2 separate regions of the Zea mays genome follow, and region 2 is linked to region 1. A link is a contact called in public Hi-C data. All regions are on one chromosome and are shown on one strand. The core of a region is the stretch at or near the end of the contact, and the rest is flanking DNA. Distances in the headings are between cores, read along the strand shown.

Region 1 (3,150 bases), core at 185-2,684:
ATAAAGTGCGACTTTCGATAGAATAGAATAAAAAAAACAAGGGAGAAACTATAAAATTTTGTTCATTCTTGCTTTATCTCACAAGCGCATAAGGTATAAGAAAACAAGTTCAACATCTAACCATCTTGATCCCAAAGAATCAAGTAAACCAAAGCCCTGCCAACCAAAAAGCAAATATCAACATATTATCTCCTCAGCAAACCCTCTAGCTATGTTCCTGGTGTGCAAGGCCCACAGTGTGCTTGCCTCATGTGCAACTGCTGATCCAAACCACAACAATTTTACTTACGATCCTTGAATTTGGAGAAAGTAAGGTGTTACATGACTTGAGGAAGCTGTGATTAACTAGGGATATGACTATATGAGTGCATGCTGTCCCTCTAGACTCAACAAAAAATGATTTAAAGTTCTCAGTAATATTAGTTGGTTTGGATCACATTTATGCTAAGCATGGATTTTAAAGTTTAAACCATATGTTCTAGACAAACGTGTGTGACTAACTCTGTATTCTGAAAAACAAAAGTCCATTGCATGTCTTCTCCTCCATGATGAGGTAAATCAAAATACTTCCAGGTTTTGAACAAGCATGTGGGTTTTTTCAAAAAAAAACATATGAACACAACACTGTCATACCTGACTATCAACAACAAAGTGCACCTTCTCCATCCTCTTTAGACACTCCAGTTCAGCCTTCTTTTGTGCAACATATTTCTGCATATTAGCAATCCTCTCCGAGAGTCCATATATTGTTTTCTGTATATATATCAAATGACAAATAAAATGACATGATCACTGCAACTCGACCTTGCAATAAAAGTGAAATAGTGAAAGCGGAACTAGTTAGATATTAAATAGTTCAAACCTCAGCAACATCTTTCTTGGCTATCGCCGCAGCCTCTGCATGGGCATTCAAAAATCTATACTGCATGTAGCAATTGTCCAGAATCCGCAACCTGTGCACATCCTCCTGCTTCCCCGCATCTTTGCTACCTCCCATCGCCGCCGCTGCTCCCTTCTTAGCCAGTACCTTCTTCCGTGCAGGCACAGGCACCGGCGCCGGCTTCACTGCAGCTGGTGGTGGTGTTTTTGCTTGACGATCTGGCAGCGCCGAGGCTAGGGCCTGAAAGCAGAATGGGTTTGGCGGTCTGCCGGGCCCCTCTGTTGTCCTTGTCCATGGCGGTGATGTCCTAAGCTCAGGGAACGGGACGTGTCGAGGGCAGGAAGCTGCTGGCCGGGAGTCGATGGCTGCGGCCGAGGTCTCATGCGAAGCGCTATAGATGGTGAAGCTGGTGCGCACTCGTGTCGATGGCCGCATACAGCCCCTAGGGTGTTCGTGCGCCGTCGTGGTGGTGTTAGAAGAGGCTCTGGACGACGGGCAGAGGATTCGCCTCGGTCTCGGACTGGGGGTGGCGGCGAAGGTGTTAGGATTTATGGGCTTGGCCCAATTAAGTTATTCAAATAAATCCCAGGAAAATCTCAAAAGCCCATATAAGTGGATGGCAAAGGGATAGGTGGAACCAATAGCACCATATTGCTAGCTCTTGTGGAGTAGAGCTAACTTAAATATGGAAGCCACACTCACTCACCAAGTCATGGATGAGAGGAGAGAGTGTGGAGAGCCACACGCGCGCGCGCGCTCGCTCGCCTGGCCGGGCCGGGGCGGGGCGAAGGGCGCGGGCGCACGACATGCGCGTGAATGGTCCGCCGAAATCCGGCCCCTCGCCTTGCGGGGGCGCGGCTACCTTTTGCCGTTTGATTTTTTGGTTTCTTGGCTGTTACGTTTATCCTAACCGATCGCTACAAAATCTCAACTGATTGCGAGATTTTCGTGGGTGGATAAGCACGGGGGTCGCGGACTCGGCCCTATAAAAGGAGCCCGGCAGCCAGCCTCCAATTCATCCCCAGATCCCAGTTCGCTTTCGCCTCTCTTCATAGCTGAGCCACCTTTTAGTTCCCTTCGTCCCGACCGCAGAGGTGCATCTGCGATCAGGAGAGCAGGTCTCCGGAACCCTTCGTCTTCTAGATCCTGCACCGGGAGAGGGCGAATAAGGTTTTTGGGAAGCGTCTTCACGCGACTGCTCGTGATCTTCTGACATCGTCGACCCAGCTGATCCTGGCGCGCGCCAACAATCAGTAAGTCTAATCAGTACGCATCATCTGATTTGGCTTTTGTTTCAGTTCTTCTGATTTGGTCATGATTTATATTCGGAATTTAATTTGGAATTTGTCTAATTATTCAACAATCCAAAAACCTTATTGTAGATAATTTCCTAGTTTTTCTATGGCTGCTTTTGCCGACGCGCTGAAGCCAGAAAAGTTTAATGGTATGCACTTTAAGAGATGGCAAGTCAAGGCCACGCTCTGGCTTACTGCTATGAATGTCTTCCATGTTAGTAAAGGCAGACCTGAGGGTCCACTGACTCCTGAACAGGAGAAAGAGTACGACCATGCCAATACTATGTTCACGGGAGCCGTTCTTAGCGCCCTTGTTGACCGTCTGGTTGATGCGAATATGCAGTACACAGACGGGAAACAGTTGTGGGATGCACTTACTACTAAGTATGGTGCATCAGATGCTGGCAGTGACCTGTATATCATGGAGAGCTTTCATGATTATAAGATGGTTGATAATCGCTCTATTGTAGAGCAAGCTCATGAAATACAGTGTATAGCCAAGGAGCTCGACCACCTTAAGATAGTCCTTCCTGACCGATTTGTGGCCGGATGCATTATTGCAAAGTTGCCTTCTACATGGAGGAACTTCGCCACAGCTCTGAAACATAAGAGACAGGAGATATCAGTTGAAAATCTGATAGCGTCTCTGGATGTTGAGGAGAAAGCTCGGGCTAAGGACACGGGATCTAAAGGAGGCGAGGGCCACTCCAGCGCCAACATGGTTCAGAAGAACCACAACAAGGGCAAAGGAAAGCCAAAATCTAACAAGCCCAACAAAACTACCAACTTCAAGAAGAAGAAGAACAAGGCTGAATTGACATGTTTCGCATGTGGCGAGGCGGGTCATTTTGCCAAGGATTGTCCCGATCGAGCGGATCGCCGTGGCAAAAAGGGCAATGTCAACACAGTGGTCGCTAGCAATGAGGAAGACAAAGGGTATGGTAATTTACCTTTCATCTTCTCAGTATTTCAATC
Region 2 (3,230 bases), core at 505-3,004, 160 kb before region 1:
TAACTTTTCTGCATAAGGTTAGTTCTTCAATTCGGACGACTAACCTTAGGCAAAATGTGACACAGTTAGGCACGAACCAAACAGGCCCATAGTCCGCAAGCTTCACATTCTCACTTCATCGAAGTGTTCAAAAAACAACGAAGATTACATTCAAACATTGCTAACAACAACAAAGCCTTTTAGTCCCAAGCAAGTAGGGGTAAGCAAGAGTTAAACCCCAACAAAACCCACAAGTCAAGGTTTGGGCACATGGATAGCCATTTTCCCCGCACTCCTATTCAAGGCTAAATCTTTGGGTACATTCCATTCTTTCCCATGTCAACTTTGGGTATATTGTTTTGGTACATTCAAACATTGGTAAAAATAATATAAATCATGTAAAAATCAAACTAGTAGCCAGCTTAACTCCAACTTTAAACACAATAAAGAGCAAAAATGGGAGATCACAGTTAGAATATACTCTTGTTTCAATAACAATTTACAACCATGAAATGGTACTGAGCTATAGAGGGAACATACTTGAAATCAAATTTTTATTTAGAACTAAAGGATTTGTTTATGTTATGCTACATTCATAAATCATAAATAAATTAGCATATGTGTCATAGAAGGCATTCGATTCAAAACTCGGTGAGTGATTGGCTGCTGCCTAGTGCCTCATCTCCACTTAGGTGGCTAACTAGCATGAAAGGAAGTTGTAGCAAGAAAAAAGTATAGGAGCACGCTCAAAAAGGTCAGTAGGGGAGGCCAAGCAACACCTAAGTGGCAGCCTCTCAAACACTGATTAGCCTTCAATAGTCGTAATATCAGCACCTCAACAACTCAGACAAACAGGTATCAGGTATGATAGCATATCCACTCTTCAAGATCAGTTTGTTTAAATGAAAATCCACTCGACACGAGAATTTTTTCCACAAAAAATCATGAAGTCCCAATAACAATGCTAGTAGATGGATGTCTAATTGCCTAGTCAAACTAACTCAAAATCCACATGAACGAGAATCTAATCTAAGAACTAAAACATTCACCTAATATCTACTTCTAAAGGTTTGTTTGGTTCTGTCATCCAACTAATTTATCTGCATGCATCCTTAAAACAAAGGTATATGCTTGTACGATCTTCTCAGCTCCAATTTCATATCACTCTTAGCACTAACACAAAGGCAATTTTCCAAGTAACAGTCAGAACCAAACTCACCTCCACTCGAAGCCGATCCAGGTACGCACTGGATACCCAAGCGTCGACAAGCTGCGCTGCCTCCTGCCCCTCAACCACCTGCATCACACCGCATCAGCTAAACAATATCCTGCTCGTGCCTTGGGAAGTTGGGGCCACAGCCCTGATAGGAGGAAGAGAAGCAGAAGAGCGATGAGCTCACCACGATGAGGTCCTTGAGGTCGCTGGCCTCAAGGAGGTCCAGCGCGTAAGAGAGTACGGGGCGATTGGCGACCGGGAGCAACGCCTTGGGAACGTCCTGCGCAGCGACGAGGAGGAAGCTTAGGTACAGGACTACATGTTAAGACGCGGGACAAGCAAGGGGTGAGGTGAGATTTGGGGGGGGGGGGGGGGGGGGGGTACCACCTTGGAAACGAGGGGCGAGAGTTTCTCGGAGGTGCCTCCGGCGAGGACGACGACCTGGAAGTCCATCTCCGGAGAGGATGAGGCGAAGTCACGCGCGGTGGCGGCCTGGCAGGCGGCGGGGAGCGTCTCAAGCGTCGGCCGTGGCGTGGCAGCGCCGATGCCCGATGGGGACTTGGGGAGTACCGGACTGGGAGAGGGGGGGACTCTGCAGGCTTTAGGGCTCCAATTGCCAAACTGGGCCTTTTCCTTACCGTCGGACCGGGCTTTCCTACGATGCAACGAACTTGGCCATTGGCGCCATTGGGGCTACGTTGTAAGGCCCTGTTTGTTAGAGGGATTAATCTTTAATTCTTGGTTTTTAGTTTCGTTTAGTCTCTATTTTATCAAACGAAAGGACTAAAATAGAGACTAACTGATTTTAGTCTCTAGTCCGTCACATAGATGCTAAAAGGGACTAAATGGAAACATTTACTCCAATTGCTTTTGCCTAAAAAATGGTGTGAAACAAGAAAAGATGTATTTTGGTTTCTATGTGTTGTATTTAATGTATTTAGAATTTATTTAGTCCCTACAACCAAACAGAGTAGGTACTAAAGTTTAGTCTCTGGATTAAACTTTAGTCCTAAGACTAATGGAACCAAACGGGACCTAAACCTGCCTCCAATCTTATATTTATCCCCTTTCATATTCTTTATTTTAAACTTCACTCTACAAATAGATTATTTGCTAAGTTTGTATATATGTACTAGGTATGTGTCAATGTGTTTCTATATAAGTTAAAAATAGTATAAAACATAAATACGGAACGATAAACTGATATAAAGTCTGTATAGCAAAATATATCAGTCTTTACTTGAAAGCACTCCTTTCCTCTATGGATTAGTAATGAGAAAGCATGTAGTCGTGCTGGCTGCAATTAAGAGTGAATGCGAAGTTAGGTGTGTTGTACGGATTGATGTGTATTCTAATTTGTAAGTGTGGAGGTGTGGCAGCGGCGGATGAAGTTCTTGATGCCATGTCCATGAGGGATGTGTTTGCTTGGAACTCCATGATCTGCGGTCTTGCTACCCATGGATTGGGGCATGTCGCAGTCCAGCTCTTTGAGAAGTTTGTCAATGAGGGGTTCTGCCTGACAAGCATCACATTTGTGAGGTGCTGAATGCCAGCGCCGTACTAGCCTTGTTGATGAAGGGCGACGATATTTCAAGCTGATGGCAGAGAAATATGGCATTGAGTCAGAGATGGAGAATTACGGATGCAAGGTTGATCTTCTAAGTCATGCTGGTCTTGTTCAGGTTGCTGTTGAATTGATCGAAGGGATGAGCACCCCACCTGACCTAGTTTTCTGGGGTACAATACTGTCAGCTTGCAAGAGACATGGCCTTGTAGACTTGAGTGTTACTGTTGGTAATAAGCTAATTGAATTGGATCCAACTCATGATGGATACTATGTTCTCCTTGTAGTATCATCATTGCAAAGATACAAAAATCATGAAAAGGATTAAATAGCATAATAGAAATATCTAAGATTAGAGCCAAAACTTTATCCATTCGTTTTGTCCAGTTCCCTCTAACTACTATATGATAATGTTGAATTTTTTGGTTTTGTTTTTTATTTTTCAAACTAAATTATATGCCACATATATTT

What was found. A called contact is a pair of places that touch in the nucleus more often than the background predicts.
Region 2: a contact with region 1 is called in a Hi-C map of ear, with 3 times the contacts expected there. The contact joins the promoter of LOC100194375 here to the promoter of LOC103643739 in region 1. A contact is called at or near these places in 2 of 25 Hi-C or Micro-C datasets (ear and tassel).

What each region holds. Positions count from the first base shown.
Region 1 is chr1:261,561,303-261,564,452 of Zm-B73-REFERENCE-NAM-5.0, reverse strand. LOC103643739 (protein ENDOSPERM DEFECTIVE 1) reads right to left here and starts at 1,434. Exons shown (of 6, transcript XM_008666914.3): 1 at 863-1,434; 2 at 634-753. The coding sequence starts at 1,315.
Region 2 is chr1:261,719,275-261,722,504 of Zm-B73-REFERENCE-NAM-5.0, reverse strand. It overlaps LOC100194375, which reads right to left and starts at 1,754. Exons shown (of 13, transcript NM_001139410.1): 1 at 1,583-1,754; 2 at 1,380-1,475; 3 at 1,199-1,276. The coding sequence starts at 1,648.